Regions from separate parts of the Mus musculus genome. Here all the other regions are linked to region 1. Evidence: chromatin contacts called from public capture Hi-C and promoter capture Hi-C data. All regions are on one chromosome and are shown on one strand. The core of a region is the stretch at or near the end of the contact, and the rest is flanking DNA. Distances in the headings are between cores, read along the strand shown. Region 1 holds the start of Kdelr1 (KDEL (Lys-Asp-Glu-Leu) endoplasmic reticulum protein retention receptor 1). Region 2 holds the start of Scaf1 (SR-related CTD-associated factor 1). Region 3 holds the start of Ldha (lactate dehydrogenase A). Region 4 holds the start of Aldh16a1 (aldehyde dehydrogenase 16 family, member A1). Region 5 holds the start of Rpl13a (ribosomal protein L13A).

The links. Promoter capture Hi-C pulls out the DNA fragments that hold promoters and counts their contacts. Capture Hi-C pulls out chosen DNA fragments and counts their contacts.
Region 2: a promoter capture Hi-C map of pre-B cells shows a contact between it and region 1. The contact joins the promoter of Scaf1 here to the promoter of Kdelr1 in region 1. A contact is called at or near these places in 2 of 39 promoter capture datasets (cranial neural crest and pre-B cells), 1 of 115 datasets of contacts at active chromatin or transcription factors (memory CD8 T cells) and 2 of 9 other capture datasets (adipose tissue and liver).
Region 3: a promoter capture Hi-C map of adipose tissue shows a contact between it and region 1. The contact joins the promoter of Ldha here to the promoter of Kdelr1 in region 1. A contact is called at or near these places in 1 of 39 promoter capture datasets (cranial neural crest) and 1 of 9 other capture datasets (adipose tissue).
Region 4: a contact with region 1 is called in a promoter capture Hi-C map of pre-B cells. The contact joins the promoter of Aldh16a1 here to the promoter of Kdelr1 in region 1. A contact is called at or near these places in 4 of 39 promoter capture datasets (the HPC-7 cell line, cranial neural crest, liver and 1 more) and 1 of 115 datasets of contacts at active chromatin or transcription factors (astrocytes).
Region 5: a capture Hi-C map of macrophages shows a contact between it and region 1, with 3 times the contacts expected there. The contact joins the promoter of Rpl13a here to the promoter of Kdelr1 in region 1. A contact is called at or near these places in 3 of 39 promoter capture datasets (cranial neural crest, embryonic stem cells and liver), 1 of 115 datasets of contacts at active chromatin or transcription factors (memory CD8 T cells) and 1 of 9 other capture datasets (macrophages).

What each region holds. Positions count from the first base shown.
Region 1 is chr7:45,871,290-45,874,675 of GRCm38.p6, reverse strand. Kdelr1 (KDEL (Lys-Asp-Glu-Leu) endoplasmic reticulum protein retention receptor 1) reads right to left here and starts at 1,836. Exons shown (of 5, transcript NM_133950.2): 1 at 1,575-1,836; 2 at 817-917; 3 at 475-633. The coding sequence starts at 1,665.
Region 2 is chr7:45,014,618-45,017,775 of GRCm38.p6, reverse strand. Scaf1 (SR-related CTD-associated factor 1) reads left to right here and starts at 1,527. Exons shown (of 11, transcript NM_001008422.1): 1 at 1,527-1,696.
Region 3 is chr7:46,844,176-46,847,412 of GRCm38.p6, reverse strand. Ldha (lactate dehydrogenase A) reads right to left here and starts at 1,609. Exons shown (of 8, transcript NM_010699.2): 1 at 1,496-1,609.
Region 4 is chr7:45,152,969-45,156,647 of GRCm38.p6, reverse strand. It overlaps Aldh16a1 (aldehyde dehydrogenase 16 family, member A1), which reads left to right and starts at 2,112. Exons shown (of 17, transcript NM_145954.2): 1 at 2,112-2,256. The coding sequence starts at 2,167. Pih1d1 (PIH1 domain containing 1) reads right to left here and starts at 2,345. Exons shown (of 10, transcript NM_029406.4): 1 at 2,108-2,345; 2 at 249-342. The coding sequence starts at 338.
Region 5 is chr7:45,127,231-45,130,615 of GRCm38.p6, reverse strand. Rpl13a (ribosomal protein L13A) reads left to right here and starts at 1,871. Exons shown (of 8, transcript NM_009438.5): 1 at 1,871-1,916; 2 at 3,048-3,120; 3 at 3,342-3,385. The coding sequence starts at 1,902. Snord32a (small nucleolar RNA, C/D box 32A) reads left to right here and starts at 3,153; the gene lies at 3,153-3,233.

The sequences.
Region 1 (3,386 bases), core at 587-3,086:
CAGTGAAGCAAGAGGACTGTAAGTTCTAGGCCAGCCCCTATCTTAGAAAACCAATAATTGACAGTGCCTCCAGAAGAAAGCACCGGCCTCGCATGCATAAGACCCTAGACTCTATCTCCAACACTTCCTGAGAGGAAAAAAAAAACAAACTAAAAATAGGATGTGTAACTGGGATTTAAACTCACGTGGCCCCACCGCAGAGCTCTGCTTGCCATTCCTAGCCCTCATCAGCCCAGCTCTTGCTGGACTAGGTGCCCTTGGACATTCAGACGACTTAAGGGGTGCCACTCTAGACGCCAGGTACATTAACTGCTCAGAGCAGCAAATGGGATGCTGGGTTGTGATTATGTTCACAGTGTCTGCCACCGACGAACTTAGGCCTTAGCAAGCTGTGTAGAGGAAGACACCTGACAGGGCCTCCTGTCAGATACTCTGCCTCTACCCAACCACCACACAGGCCCAGCAGAAACCTACCTCCAGAGGGGTGAAGTCATGGTTGACCAGGAAAGCCAAAATAGCAGTAGGAACGACGAGGAACTCCACCCGGAAAGTGTCGTGGTTGCCATCATAAGTAGCTTTGAACTTGCTGTAGATCATCCACACCGTGGTAAAGGAACAAGCTATGTAGACCACCTGATAAGAGGGTAACAGGGCATCTCAGCTCACAGGTAGGGCCTCAGGTCACGGTGAGGGAGAGAGAAATCATGTTCCCCAGCCACCTCCCTCAGACCATATGTCTAGGCCCAAGCCTCTTTGGTGACTCCTCCCTGATCCCTGGCCTGGAACCCTGCCACAGGGGGCTGACTGCAACTCTACCTTCATGCAGGTGTTGTAGAGTGAAATGTAGTTGGTGAACAGGTCCAGATATCGGGCAGTGAACACCACAGCAAACAGGACTTGGCTCTTCCCTGAAATGCCTGGTTGAGACAGAGAACGAAGGGCAGGGTGGAGGGAGCTGGAGGTGGGCTACTTGGGGCAATAATAAACTAACATGCAGCGCCTGGGCCAGCCGGCTGGAGCTCTAGACCACAGCGATTCCCCAAGGCCTTTAAGCCTGAGCTCGGCCCTTTTTCCACCATCCACAGGCAGGGGGCAGCCGGCTCCAAAAATACTAGAGACCGAGGCTCTATCCCAGGCTAGGCCTCGCCGGTCCTTCTGTCTCCCTCAGGTCCTCCTGACAGTCTAGACCTACACTGGGACCTAGGGAGAGCCCTGCCTGACTTCAGCCTCCCAGTCGGTCACCTTCCTCCCGCTCCCTTCCTGGCCTTCCACAGTCCACGTCACCAACTCCCAGCCACCTCCCCGCCTGCCATGGCTCCTGGTTCCCAGCCCCGGAACACCCAGAGCTGTCCCAAAGGGTGCTGCAGAAGGTTGAACTGAACGCCCGAAGCCACCCCCACCAAACTATGTGTACCCCTTAGTCTAGGGAAAGGAGCTGACCCCCTGGTGACCCTAGAACTAGAAAAGTGATCCCCAGCAGGCAGTCCGGGAGGACTCTGACCTGCCGAGCTCCAGCCTTCCCGGTGCCCCAGAGCGGCCCGCTCCCGCCCCCTCTCCGCGGGGGGGCCTCTCACCCGCACACGATCGGGACTTCCAGATTTTGAGCAGTAACAAGATGATAGCTAGGAGGTGGGAGAGGTCTCCCAGGAATCGGAAGAGGTTCATGACTGGGGGACTCGGGCAGGGCTGAGCTGGGTGGGGGGGGAGGCTGGCCGGCCGGGCTGCCCCGGAGCTGCGGTGCTGCTGGGTTGAGGGCGGGAGAGAAGCCCTTCGGTAGCTCAGCTCCGGGGAAGGGGCTCTGGAAGGTGAGCCGAGGCCGGAGCTGGTGGTAAAGCTGGCTGGGAGAAAAGGGAGGAGGGCCGAGGTGGGAAGGGAGGAGTCTGAGCTGTAGCGCCACCCCAAGGGCGGGTTGACTGTCTGGCGCCCTCTGGCGCCTGCAACCTGCTTTGCAGAGTCGTATCGAATAAGCCTACTAACTGATGGAAGGGTCTTTAGGGTCCCACATTCCCAGGTGCCTTCTCTTTAGTAAGGAACTGTAGAGAGTTCGTCTAACCTCTGCCCTTAAACAGGAATCCTGAAGTTTGAGTTCTGAATCTAAAGATCCTAGTGCTGTGTTGGGTGATGGTGTAGCCTGTAATCTTAGTACTGGGAGGATGAAGCAGAGGGACCCCCCAGTTCCAGGCCTAGGGCTCCACAGTGACAGTCTATTCCTGCACAAATTATTAATACTAATAGTAACAACAACAAGAATCCTGGAGATTAAGAGGGTAGACTTCTAGCTTTGTCTGTGATCTCTAGTCCCAATTCAGTTAGAAAACCCAGGCCCCACTGCCACACACTCGGGGATCCTGACTGAGCCTACCGCCTCTACAATCCTATCCCCAACAATTACTTTATTGCTCAACATTCTGACCTGGGAATCTACACCCATAACTCCATCCTCCTTCTAAGACCCAAAATGCCAGGTCCTGGCTCTTTCAGAAACTGTCATGACCCGAGTCTTCCCAGGTCTTAGGGCACGAGAAGCAGGGCTCCAATCGACTGCTACAGGCCTAGGTCCCAGCGCCTCTACACATTCATATTCTCCCTCTCTCTTCCCCTCCTCCACCTCTCTTTCTCCACCTCCAACTTCCATTCTCAGGGACCCGGGAATCCTGAAGCACACTCCTCCCAATGTTAGATACTAAGGACTGTCCTACCAGAGGCAAGATGGACAGGTGACTTTATGGGACCTCAGAACCTCAAAAGTAGGGTTATAGTTTAGGATTACTGTGTCTGTGACAAAGGAAGCAGTTTTCCTCCAGGGAATTGTGTACTCAGAGCTGTGAGAGACTAGTCCCTCACTCATCAAGTGGTCCCTCAGTGAGGAACTTGCTCAAGACCTGGCCCCCAGGTATGATCGAGAAGGACTAAGGGAGAATCTGTGGTCTTCGAAAGGAGGGCTGTTATCTAAATTCCTGCTTCTGAGAGAACAGGGCCAGGCATTGGACCCCAAATCTGAAATAGAAGATCCACAACTTGGAATCCAGGGATTCTGGACCCCTGGTTTGGAGGGAGGATGGCTGGGATCTAACCCCTAGGTCACAGAAAATGGTGCCAGAGTCTGGCCACCTAGGCCTGAAAGAAGAGGGTCGAGTATGGACATCTAGGTCTGAGGGAGGAGGGGACTGGGAGCCTAGCCCCATAGGTTTAAGGGGAGGGCTACAGTCTGAGGTAGGAGAACTGGGATCCAGCCCCATCCGTCTAGAGGGAAAGAACTAGGGTCTAGTCCCTTGGGTATGAGGGAGGTGGGCTGGCATCTGGACAACTGGGTCCAAGGGATAAGGGACTTGGAGTCTAGATTCCTGGCTCCAAGAGAGACAGCATGCATCCTGTCTTTGCAGCCA
Region 2 (3,158 bases), core at 278-2,777, 860 kb after region 1:
CCACCCTAAGCACAGCCACGAGCTCTCCTCCTGCAGTCCGCCTTTGGGAGGAGCTATGCTAATAAACCCCATCTTTGGGCGAAAAAGTTTTCTTCGGGGCGGGGATATGCAAATTAAATGTTGCGGTAGTTATTATCTAAGGACCACTGTTTCTGGTAGGTGTGGCTTGGGGCTCCTTCTCAGGGCCGTATATAGGGAGATCTTAGGACAGCACAGGTCTCAAAATTAATCTCCGCCTCCTCCCTGGGATTGTCGCCAAGTTCTCTGCCCCAGCTTCGTTCTAGAGGCTGGCGTCTCGGCCTGTCTATGGACTTAGGCTTCCGGTTCCCGCTGTCCCAGCCAAACGGAAGATAGACTGGGAGGGGAGCTGGGGCCCTGGAGGGGGACAGCAGGGTAACTGGGCAGGACGGGCTGTGAGATCACCACATTCCTAATCCATGAGCCAGTTCATCCTAGTCGGGAAGTCCGGGTCTAGAAGGGCCGACAGCCAGGATTTCTGGGCTTTGGAAGGATGCGGTTGATAGCTCAGACACTGGTTCCTACGAGAGTATTGAGTTAGAGACTTAGATTTCTCCGGTCCGACTCCGGTCCAGGGGGTCGGGAGGGGCTCCTTACTACTACTGGGAAAGCTGGGAGTCTGGACTCATGGGGCCAAAGGATGGAGAGTCTGGGGACCCAGAATTCTGAGTTCGAGGGCATGAGTGCTCCGGGAGGGTTGTGGAAGAATTTAGCACTTACATTTATGTAAGATATGGTATTGACGTCCTGAAAGGGAAGAGGATTGAAATTCCAGAGTCCCAAGGAAGAGGGAAATGAGTCTTCACTCATCTGCTCTGAACCAGAAGACTCAGAGTTTGGATTTTCCTGTCCTGAGTAAAGGAGCTCTGGTTTGACTCCTGAGTTCTGAATTTAATGGAGATTATTTTAAGTTAAAGCCTATTCTGGACATCTTAGAATGAACTTATCTCAAAACAAACAAACGAAAAGAGGACTATAGATATAGTTTAGTGATAACATAGAACGTTTGTCTACCATGTATGAGCATTTAAATTCAATCTCTAGTTCCCCCCCCCCAATAAATAATTTTAGAAGCTGGGCATGATAACTGACGAGTCCCAGCACTGGGGAAACAGAAGCAGAAAGACAGCAGCAAGTTCCAAGCCCGTCTGAGATACATAAGACAGCGTCTCAAAAAAATCTTCTTAGGATTTATAGGAGAAAAAAATTAGAAGGGTTTCATATTCAGAAAGGACGACCATGGGCGGGGTAGCGTCCATCTTAATTGAACTACAATTCCCATGGATCTCAACAACGGAGCGCCTTTTTTACATCACTTCCTGATCCGCCGCCTTTTTCCCCGCGCACGCAGGACACTGAGGGGGGTCGTACCGCGCGCTCCAGCAGCCCCGCCCACTTCACCTCTCACCCCGTACACTGTCCCCCGCGTGACGGAGTCTTCACACGGACTACATCTCCCGGCATCCAGCGCGCGCACTCCACCTCCATGTGACGCATTGATTTCTGGGAAACGGAGTCGCCTCCGGTGCTGCCGGCCTTTCGGAAACCCAGCTGGGTACTTGAAATCCCGGCAAGCGCCGCGGCAATTTGGTTCCGCCCTTCCCCAGCTCAAATCGCGAGCCCCGCCCCATTCCGCCCCGCCCCGCGCCGGGACCGGAGCCGCAGCCCGAGCGGCGGGGTAAGATGGCGGCGGCGGTCCGGGCCGCGGGGCTCGGGCCTATCGGGGTGGGCGGGGCGGAGTCGGGTCGCTAGTCGTCTCCGAGTGTCGCCCGTATGCCACGGGGCCTGGAGAGCGTAGCGTGGCACCTTCGGACCCGGCTGCAGCGGCCAAGGCAGTCTCTGAGTAGGGGGCCTTCTTAGGGCCCCGGACGCGCCCGTGGGTGCCAGAGGGCTTTCGTATGGCCTGGACCGCGACTAGGCCGGCCCTCCTTCCCATTGCTGAGCCTGGACACGTCTGCAGGCGCCGTAGATGGTTTTTATGTGCGACCGTAGGCTAGGGTCTGTTGAGAGGCTTTTGGGGCCATCTTGAGATCTTCACTCCCCCAGGAGTTAAGGGGGTCTGCAGAGTCACCTAGTTCACTGGGGTGTATTTGTTAGGGCTGGGAAGTCTCTCCTCATGCTGGCCTCTGCATTCGGCTCATCTACATGGATCTGGGACCATTTATGAGGCCTGGAAGCTCTCTTCAAGGACTAGGAAGTGTTAAGGTCCACCTGGAAGAAAGAGATGTACTCCCACCTAGGGAGAGGGAAGCAAGCTTTGTGATGTGCCCAGAGGCATAAATGAGTCGCTAAGGTCTGGGAAGTGTTTTATGTGGGGGTGACTCGGAGATAGGGGTGGGTGGGGTAGGGTGGGGTAGTTTGAAGGAACTAGAATCGTCCAATGATTGCAAGAATACAGTCTATGTCTTGGAGGAAATTCAAGTGCTTTTGAAGAGTAGATAAATGTGTAGAGAATAATAACAGAAAACGCTGGGAATTTTATCCAGCTCAAATGTACTTGCCTTTCAGAAAGTAATTAAAAAGAAAATGGTTTCAAACAAAAAAGAACCTGTGTTGTCCCCATGCTGAGGAGTTAGAATCATTCCTGAGGGTCTGTAGAGCTGTCTGGGATCATCTAGTGCAGTGCTCTGCAACTTGACCTTGATAGGAAGGGAAAAAATGCATTATTCGATGAGATTAAGTGCATGCCAACATATGTATTTTACTAATATTACTCCAGTCCTGCAAACTCATGGTTCCATTTGAAACTTGGAAAGTATTTTCCATTATGTTTTATGTACTTTGTGTAATGAGCTGTTTGTGAATCACTAAATTGCTCCCAGAGCCCTGTAATTGAGGGATCACCGATCTCACATGGTCTGCAGAGCCTTACAAGGTCTATGGTTTTGGGGATCTCCAAATCTGCAGCCAGGATCTCTTGGTACAATTTCTTTTCTGTGACAGTCAGTGCTTTGGATAAGATGTGTATCAGACTGTGAGAGAGCATCCTCAGAGCTGGGAATTATTGCTATACAGGGTAGGAAAGTCTTGAATGTTAGCTTAGAGAAGCTTGGATATGGTAGGGGGGCCATCAGTAAGGTATGCCTGAGGGAATCAGGAAGAAGCTGAAGGTTTGGAGAGCTGGAGCTGGGGGGGGTTGT
Region 3 (3,237 bases), core at 360-2,859, 970 kb before region 1:
GGCTCTCACCAGGAAGGCTCTCACCTTGAAATGGAAAAATAATACCGAGGTCTCCGTGTACGTGTAGCCGCCTGAGGACTTACTCATCTTGATGAACCCCAAAAGGGGATGGTATCTCCTCTTATATGGTTAGAAAGCTGCCCTCCCGCTCTTCTCCCATCACCCAGAGCCCTACAGCAAGTAGAGCGCCAAGTTGCTCCAGGAAGTACCAAAAATCAAGAGCAGAGGGCGCCAATAACGGCCACAAGGTGCGACCCCAAGGCATAGCAACGTGCTTAAGCCTGCGCACGCGCAAGCTTCCTTCCTAACCCCCCCACCCCCGCAAGAACCCAAGTTGTATGACCAGCCCAGATCCAGAAGACTGGCAGGCGGGGGAAGGCAGTGCGCGTGCGCAATTTCAGAATCAGGTGTCATATATATAGGTCTAGCGACTGCTGGCCATGGATGAGACCTCTGGCAGGCAGTTCGGCGTCAAAGTTTGGCCCTTACTAGAGCCCAAAGCACAAGCGCGGTGAAGTGGAGCTGGCAGCCACCTTAGCCTGGTGCCAGAGTGAGATCTCAAATGCCACTAACAGGATTAGGGCCTTCACCCACCAGGGCGGGGCCTCATTACCCAGGATGTGGCCGCTAAGGGAAATTTCTTCAGTTCCAAAATGGGGATACAATTGCGGAGGGCCTGAGGCCTGGAGCCCACTCCCACCCCCGCGATGGCCACCTTTCCCAGCAAGCACCATGTCTATTTTTGAAATCGTTCCAAAGTGCAAAAGGACTGGACAAGATCTCTGGGCAAGCAGCCTAGGGCCATCAAGCAGGAATCCGGTCTCCTTACAACCGCTGCTATTTCTAGACAGCCTTGTGAGGTCTCTGCTGACTGGGGGCAGGGCGTGGGGCTCTTCCCTCAGAGAATCTACTTCACGCAAACCTCAAGTCTGTGCTCTATTAGGACAGGGTGCCTCTACTTCCCACCTACGACCCGATGGGTGTCGCAGGCCTCTCAGCTACAGGTTTCCTCCTTCCGTCTAGGGTGCAGAGGAAGGACTGCGACTCTTCCCGCTTCCTCTCCGCACGCAGCGCGCTTAGCACGATCCCCAGTCACACCAGGAGCGAGCCTCTTAACAAAATGCGTTTAGGGCAAGAGCGCCCTATAATCTGCAGGAAACAACCACTCCACCGAGCCCACGCAAAGGAAAATGCAAACCGCACGGCTGCTCCGAAGCACCCGCCCCGGACGTGCCAAGGCTTTTTCGGCCCCCATGGGCTCGAGTTACGGGAGCTCAAGTTTCGCACCGCTCCCTCGCCCCCGTTCGGTGGCTCCCAACCTTCAGGCCAGCCACCCCTTAGTCCTCTTTACACGGGTCTCGCCGCCCCAGGCTGGGTGGGGCCGCCTGCTCAGTTCCCCAAAGCACAGTAGCCCACGCGTGCCCAAATCTGAACACCCTGCACCTCCACCCCGGATAGGGACCCCCTGTGCCGGCAGCGTGGGGCCCAACCGTACCGCTAGTGCACGATGGGGGGGCGACTGGCGAGGAGAAGCAGCGTGGCCCGAGCTCGGCGACAGTGGCTCCAGCACGCAGAGCAGCACGCGGGCGGGGCCTTAAATGGAAGCTCCGCGCTGACGTCAGAGTGGGAGCCCAGCGGACGTGCGGGAACCCACGTGTAGGCTGGGCCGGGGGCGGGCGTCCAGCCGGGCTAGGCGCCACCGAGACCGGGGCGGCGCGCGCAGCACGATGTCCCTGCAAGAGTGGCTCCACGTGTGCTGCGACACCCCAAAGAAAGGCCAACCCGACATGCTCCTCAGCCTCAGAAGCAGGAGCCCGAAATGCATCGATCCTCCGCCTCCTTCACCGGAAAACTTGTGAGACTCAGAAAAAACCCTGGTCACTTTCTTCATTGCTGTTCCCGGCGCCGGGAACAACTCCTGGCAAGCAACAGGCCTTCAGTAAATATTGTGTGAAAGCACATGCCAGCACCGTGCCGGTCTATCCGCCATAGCAGCCTATCAGATGGGCCTTTCTCCTGCCCCACTTCCATCTCCCAAACCATGGGGGGAGGGGGGTGCGGCTCAGCTTCTGATGGCTTGCCAGCTTACATCCATATCTGCCCTCTCCCATGCCATCCCGCAGGCATTTGTGTTTAGCCTTACCAAGGAGTATCAGGGCCCTTGCTTGTTTTCACACACCCCCTCTGCCTTTAAACGTCTTTCTAGAGGTCTCATTAAGCTGTGAGGCCAGTTCCTGTTCCTCTCCCAGCTCCCGATCAACCGTATGTGAATCTTAAGGTACTCCACCACTGATAGGATGTGAAATGGAGTTTGCAACTGCTTTGATTTCCTTAGTGATGGGAAGAACTGTGACTTTCAACCCTGCTCACCCATCTCCCCGGAAGGGATGTGTTCACTGCAGATTAAGGTCTATTACAGTCTTGAGCAAGATTTGAACAAGCTGGTTGCAGGGTGCTGGATATGCAGGGATCATGTGAGAGGGAATGAAGCTCACAGCCCCCCCTTATTTTCGCTTGTCTGTATCCCTTGTGATCTCTTTTATAACAAACAACAGGCTAGGAGTGTGGCCAGGACAGGGACACTTGTCTTGCATACACCAAGGCCTGAGTCCCTCAGCAGAGCGCAAATTTAAAAAAATTAAAAAGTCAAACAGTTGGACCTGGAGAGATGGCTCTGCCATTAATATCACAAAAGCTTGTAACTCCAGATCCAGAGGTTCCAATACCCTCTTGACCTTCATAGAGTCTCTCTCCCCCTATATATAGTTAAAATTATTTTTTTAAAAAAGTCAGAACAAGAGAAATGAAATTTAACTTTTTAAAAGAAAAAAGTGAAGGTGAGTTCTAAGAGACACCAGAGCAAGTAGCAAGCAAGAGGAAGAGGAGAGCCTTGTGGATACCTCAGTGTAGAGTGGTGAGGGGGAAGCACAGGTGGAGATGTAGTAACTACTTGTGCTTATGGTCTTAGATTGGGGGCAGTCCCATGGGACTGAACTATTAACCTGTGGAATACAGTGCTCTAAGCAGAATGTAAACTGGGTTATCAGATGCCCAGGCCAGGTTCATCTGCTAGGAAATTGCTTTGTGCGGAAAACACACGTGTGGAAACCTCATGTGCACACAAGCTCCTTTGACCCCAGAAGGATTCTGGGAAGGGATACTGTTTCTTCCCTTCCCTTAGACCCATATACCCACAGAATGGAAACTCCCTCTTTTCATCACCCTATACTGTGGCCT
Region 4 (3,679 bases), core at 863-3,362, 720 kb after region 1:
AGGACAGCTCAGGCTCGATCACATGGGGTACTATGCAGTCTATGCCCCCTTTTATTTTTACAAGAACTCCCAAGATCACCCCAACTCCATTTCATTTAGAACCTAGGAAACCTGAGGCAAACAACTACAATCCCCACAGGCCTCACTGCTGCCATGGGGCACTCTGGGAACTGAAGCCACATCTCTGAGTGCCAATTAATAATAGATTCTTAAATACCCAGGTTCCCACCAGTCTAGTCAGCCCGCACCTTCAGCAGCAGCTCCTGAAACCGCACCGTCTCTTCACCCATCGACTCTGTGTCGCTTAGTTCTGGTGCCAAAAACGTCGAGTCCGCCATGGCCCTAGGAAAAAGTCCTAGGCGTCCAAAAACGTGAAGAACGTTTCGCAGATAAGCGAAGCTAGCCTACTGTAGGGTCACAGCTGATTCGTTTGCGTGTGTGTGTGTGTGTGTGTGTGTGTGTGTGTGTGTGTTCGATATAGGGCTTCTCTGTGCAGCCTTTCCTGGCTGCCCTGGAATGCTTTGTAGACCAGGCTGGCCTCGAATCCTGCCTATGCCTCCAAAGTGCTGGGATTAAAGGCATGCACCATTACCTCCCGACCAGGACCAGTGAGTACACCCAGGCCTCCACCCAGAATCCCAAAATTTGTCCTGAGAATGGTCTACAGTTCCATTACGATGAAGGCTCCGTTCTCAAGTCGGCTGGGTATCTTGATAGGTCCTGTTTGGCCAATGCATAAATGAAAGCCACACTTCCGGCGTCTGTATAACTAAGGAACTGAAGTAGCCACCGTTAAGCCCACCTCAGCGCCCTTCATCCAAAGCAGGCACCTACAGGGACCACTTGTATGAAAGAGCTGAAGCCACGCCCTCCTAGCCAACCAATCAAAAGTAAGGACTGAGGAGGCCTGCGAAATGACACACTTCCTGAATCAATAAAACCTACATATCTGCCCTTCCCAAACCTCAGAGGTTACAGTACAGAAAGGATTGCCACTCTGAGAACTTTAGTATCTCCTGCTCTTGTCTATCATGAGTTAGGCTCTGGGTCTGATCCCACTCAACACACACCCAGTCTCAATGCTATTAATCGCCCTTTTTTGAACATAATTAATGTTTTTGCTTATAAAGAAGTTATAGAGGCAGAGGAGGCTGGAGAGATAGTTAAACGGCAGAGTGCTGACTGCTCTTCCAGAAGAGGAGAGTTCGATTCCCAACACCCAGATTGCGACTAACAAAGCCCTGTAACTCCAGTTCTAGGGGGATCTGTCGCCTCCTCTTCTGGCCTCCTGGGGAACTGCATGTACATGATGCACAGACAAGCAGGCAAAATACTCATGCACATAACAATAATCTTTGTTTGCTTCTTTTAAAGAAAGAAAAGCATTTGGGGTGGAGAGAAGGCTCAGCAATTAAGAACACATGTTATTTTTGGAGATGTCTGGGGTTAAGCTCCAAACAGCCACAACTGTCATGAGGCTCTCTCCAGCCCAGCGGCTGCATCGCCCTCTTCTGGGCTCCACAGGCACTGCAGACACATAGTGCAAAGACATACCTCAGGGCTGGGCGTGGTGGCGCACGCCTTTAATCCCAGCACTCCGGAAGCAGAGGCAGGCGGATTTCTGAGTTCGAGGCCAGCCTGGTCTACAAAGTGAGTTCCAGGAGAGCCAGGGCTACACAGAGTACATACAAAGAAAGATAAATATTTTTTTAGCCAAGTGTGCTGGCACACGCCTCTAATACCAGCACTCGGGAGGCGGAGATAGGTGGGTCTGTGAGTTGAAGCCAGCCGGGTCTACATAGTTAGATCCAGGGCCTCCAGAGCTCACAGTGAGACTCTGTCTGAAAAACAAAATAAAACAAAACAACGAAAATCTATTTTTTCTAAAGAGTCAAAGTGACAATAGCCGAAGGCCTTCTGCCAGTGCGGGACCCCACCCACCCACCCAACCATGTCTGTTCTCCCCGAAACTACATTTCCCAGCATCCGCCCATAGGCCGCATCGCGCGGCTCTAAAGTAGGCGGGTCACGTCCTATATAGCTCGCTTCCGGGCCCTACGGTTGGCCCCGCCCCTTTGATTGGAGTGGGCGGTGCCGCCCTTCGGACCTCCAAGTTCCTCTAGGTAGACCGTCCAGCAATCCCTCGCGGAAGGCTCCGGGAGAGCGATGGCGGCTACGCGTGTACAGCCCAGTACCCGGGAGATTTTCACGACGCTGGAGTACGGACCGGTGCCGGAGAGCCACGCATGCGCACTGGTGAGGGCTTGCCCCGCGGCCGCTGCTGCCTCCGAGTCCTCTCGGCCGCTTGGGGCGCGCGGGCTCCCGTCATCCACTGCGGCCTTCTCGGAAGCCCCGCCCCTCTGAGCGCGTGATTTCCCCTACAGTGCGGAAGCCTGGGCTGGGCGGCTGGCGGTGGGCGGCGATGGTTGTCCTCGCGGTTTTCGTTTACGGTCCCGAACGCCGCCGTAGTGTTTCCCCAGGACCCTTCAGGAACGGGTGGTCACTAAATCCCCATACCTCTCGCGGTCCTCCTGAGTCTTCACCTTGCTAGATCGTGGTTCCTTGTGGCCCCCGGCACTTTGGAGGCTCGCGGGAACGTTTAGAACCTCAAGTTCGTTTAGAACCCCAAGTTCGTCCAAAACTTGCTATGACTGCTCCCCTTGTTTCAATATCCTTACGGTGCTCTGTGATCTCCTGCCCCTTCGAACGTCATCTGAGTTCTCTTGACCCTCCTAGCCCATCCTATTCTCATTCTCCCTCTCCCCCTCCCAAGTTTAGTGGATTTCTTTGGGAGATTTTCCTGTTTTCGTACTTCATTTATATTATTCCTTTAGAGCCTCCTGGCCCAAGGCTCCAGAACCCTCTTGCAGCCTCATCGGAATGTGGTAGGGTTCCTGGGATTTTCTTTAAAACCAAGGACCAATCAGAATGCCCAGGGTCCCAGAAATTCTTCCAGCATCCAAGCAGGTATTAGGAGGTTGTAGAGTCTTTAGACTCTTAAGAGGAGTCACCACACTACAAAAGGACTCCAGCTTTGGAGGGACAGCATAAAACACTCTATAAAGTTTAGAGTGTTGATCCCAAAGATACAAGGAGAAAGATCACTGACCCGAAATCATCACGGCCAAAGTAATTTAAGCAAGTAATTAATTAAGCTAGCTTTTTTTTGAGGACACAAGCTGCCTCCCCAATAAGCTTTGGTTCTAGAAGTCAGTCCTGGATGTGAGAAAGACAAGGTTTTTATATATAGTTTGTGGATAGGGGGATTTGGCCACCAAAATAGTTGAGGTTACAGGAGCAGAACATACACATTATAATAACCTTCTGTAGTAAAGACATTATTGCAAGGTGTTCCTAAAATGGTAGCCATAACAACCTTTTGAAACAAAGGTAGGGTTGCAAAACAATTATAATATCTTTTTAAGGGCTGGTGAGATGGCTCAGTAGGTAAGAGCACCCGACTGCTCTTCCAAAGGTCCAGAGTTCAAATCCCAGCAACCACATGGTGGCTCACAACCATCCTATAACGAGATATGATGCCCTCTTCTGGAGTGTCTGAAGACAGCTACAGTGTACTTACATATAATAAATAATAAATAAATCTTTTAAAAATATATATCTTTTTAAAACCAAGACATGGTTGAAGTTTTCTGGAACAGGCAGTGCAGAACCATTTGTA
Region 5 (3,385 bases), core at 622-3,121, 740 kb after region 1:
TGAAAGTAATTCATCTTTTTAAAGAAATTACACCAGACCCCCCCCCCAATAAATTGAAAAAAATTACACATGGGGAGCAGGCAAAGTGTATTATGGCACCTGTATATAAGTCAGAGGACAACTTGTGGGTAGCTGGTTCTCTCCTTTCACCATGTTGGTCCCAGGGATGGAACTCAAGTGGTCAAACTTGGCAGCAGAGGCCTTCTTTACCCATTAACCCAGCTTGAAGGCCAAGATCTGGTTTCTTTTAAAACGGGGTCTCACTTAGCTCTATCTGACCTGGAACTGACTCTGGAGACCAGGTTGGCTGGGAACTCAAGAGATCGACCTGCTTCTGCCTCCTCCGAGACAGGTGAGCCACCAGGCCTGCCCCTAAAACCTCCAAAAAAAAAGACATGGAGCAAAGTTTGCGGTGTAAATCTGTCTGTATTCCTTAGCACTCTGGAGAAGAGGCAGAAAGATCAGGGATTCTGGGTTATCTACTGTTACATAGAAGTCCGAAGCTAACCTAAGAGGGGGGGGAGGGGAGCGGCGAGGGGCTGGGCTGGGGGCGTAGATCAGTGGTAGAGTGTCACGTGAGAACTCCAGTCCTCAGGGACCATTGATCACCCCCTTTTACAGAGGATACTGAGGCGAAGCAGGAGTCACCCGACAGACACAGCCTGGACACACAGACATTTGGGTGGAGACTAGCCCCCTTTTGGACCTCACTGCTCCGACCCCGCCAGCTCTTTGCCGAGGATGGAGACATCACAACTCACCAAAAGTCCCACTCACCCCATTCTTGCCCCCATGTACTTGTATATAATTTTTTTTTTTTTAACCAGCTCATCCGGGTCTGTCTGTGGATAGGACAGGGAATAGGTGCACCTTTTAGGTTTCAAAATCTTGGTTTGTTGGCTTTCCAGAAGCTGAGGCAGGATCTTAAATTTAAGGTCAGCCAGGATTGCAGAAATCTTACGTCAGAAACCCAAACCAACGACAAAAGATTCTATTTGTTTTCCGAGGCCTCCAGTAGCCCAGGGTCAGCACAGGGCACGCCCCATGGGAATTTGATGTGCAGACGCAACTCAATTCCCCAAAACCATAGCCCCAAAGTGTAACAAGCAAGCAAACGGTGCTGGCACCTACAGGAGGACTCGACTCAGGCTCGGCTGGTTAGGGAGGTTTTCAGGACAAAACGAGTCTTTGATAGCCAACAGTCTTTTGGTTAGTTATTTCCCTTCGGAGGCGGGCGGTTAGAGGCGCACAGACGGGAGGGCAGCGCGGACAACAGTCACGGAAACAAAGGCCTTTGGGGATAGAAGCGAGTGAGGGCGTCTGCGTCTCGGGACCCTCAAAGCCCCTCATTCACCCCATCCTCCTCCATCCAGGAAGGCTTCCTCCACCCGTTGGAAGGCTTCCTCCACCCGAGACTCCCAGGTTCAGGACAGCCAGCGATGGTCAGCCCACTGTGGGGTTGAGGGGAGGGACCGCTGCACGAGCAGCTCTGAAGGGCCGACAGGGACTATGCTCGCCCCCTCATGGACACCACATGTTCTGCAGCCGCCATCACTTGATGGGAGTAATGGCGCTGCACATGGCAGACACCGGAACGGAGAAGAGCGATCCCTTCAAATATGGCGGCTGCGGCTTGGCCGGCATTGTACGGCTGAAGCCGCTCCGAAACCCACGTGACATCCCGCCCCGCACAGTCATGGCCGCCAAGAGCCAACTCAGGCGACATTCTGATTGGACAAAATAAAAATGGCCCGCCTCGATAGACGCGCACTCACCGCTTCGACCAATTAGAAGACGGAAACTCTTCGGTTCGAGCCGTCTGCGTCACTTCCTCCGCCCCTGCAGCAAGGGATAAGAAACCCTGCGACAAGACCTCCTCCTTTCCCAGGCGGCTGCCGAAGATGGCGGAGGGGCAGGTTCGGACTCTGCGCGCGCCGGGCGGTGTGGGGTCGGGTGGGTGCCAGGCGGGAGCGCAGTGAGGGGCCACTGCTCCCCGCCGCTTGTGCGATGGGACTTAGCAAACGTCTCACGCGAGGGGACTGTGTAACGGGCGTAACAAGCCGCGGCTGCCTAGGTATGGGGCGATGGAAATGCAGCGGGTTTTCTGGGGAAGACGGGAGTGGGGCTGGGGTTCCAACACCAGAAACAACTTTTACAGGTTGTAATCTCAGGCGTTGGGGTGCGGGGAGCTTGCAATCTCTCATGCCTGGTGTATGTATGTAAGATAAGGAGAAACTGTCGCAGGCTCCTGCTTTGCATGACTTTAGGGCACCGGATTCCTGTAACATCTGATCTGAAGGCTTGTAGGCCTTTTGAGGGTGTTTTCGGTGTTCTTCAGAATTGGGGAGATTGATAAGACAGACTTTAAATATTACTTATTCACCCGACTGAAGCAGGAACCTCTTCATTTTGAGGCTGGTCAGGAATTGCCTGTACCTTCCTCCTGACTTTAGATTCCTTGACAGGTTGCTGCTCAGGAAGTAAATGGTGCTGTTTGGGACAGTTTTGCCCTTTAAAAAGAACTTGGGAAGTTCCGGAGACCCTCCAGTAACAGCAATAAACAGGGTGGCTGTGGAATGGGCTTCTTCTGTAGTTTGGGTTGGGATGCAGACATGTGCCTCCATGCCTGAGACGGGATTTAGCTTTGTAATCCAGTCTGCACTGCTCAGAATCACAGGACGATGTGTGCTTAGCTAAATCGGGTTCTTTTGAGTGCATATAAGAAAGGTTCTGCTTGAGCATCTGAGGATCCGATGAAAAGTTACAACAGGCTAAAGTCTGAAAGCAGGTCTGGTCAATTTTGGAGTGAACGGTGTGCCACTGGATCCCAGCTATCCTGGGATTTGAGGCCTGGAAGGGTTAAATGAAGTTCCATTTTAAAAAATCAACTTATATACACAATAGGAATCCTATGCCTGCTGAGGCTTTGTTAGTACTATAGTGGCCCTTTGGGACACTTGCTTCATCTGGGTAGTAGGCATCCTGACGGGTTGCTAACCTGGAATAGGGGAAGCCAAACTGTTTCCTAAGCATTCTTGTTTCCACAGGTTCTGGTATTGGATGGCCGAGGCCATCTTCTTGGCCGCCTGGCGGCCATTGTGGCCAAGCAGGTACTTCTGGGTAAGTTTCATTCACCATTTACCTTTGCCTGGGAGTCCATGATGAGCAACACTCACCATCTTTCGTTTGAGTCTCACGACTGTGAGATCAACCCATGCACCGCTCTGAGACTCGCCAGCCCCTGCTTTCTTGGGACCCCTGGCCTAAAAATACTTTTGGAGCAAGAGATCTGCCTTCCAAGAGGCTTTGCTGACTAATCTCCAACTCCCTGTTAACTCTAGGCCGGAAGGTGGTGGTCGTACGCTGTGAAGGCATCAACATTTCT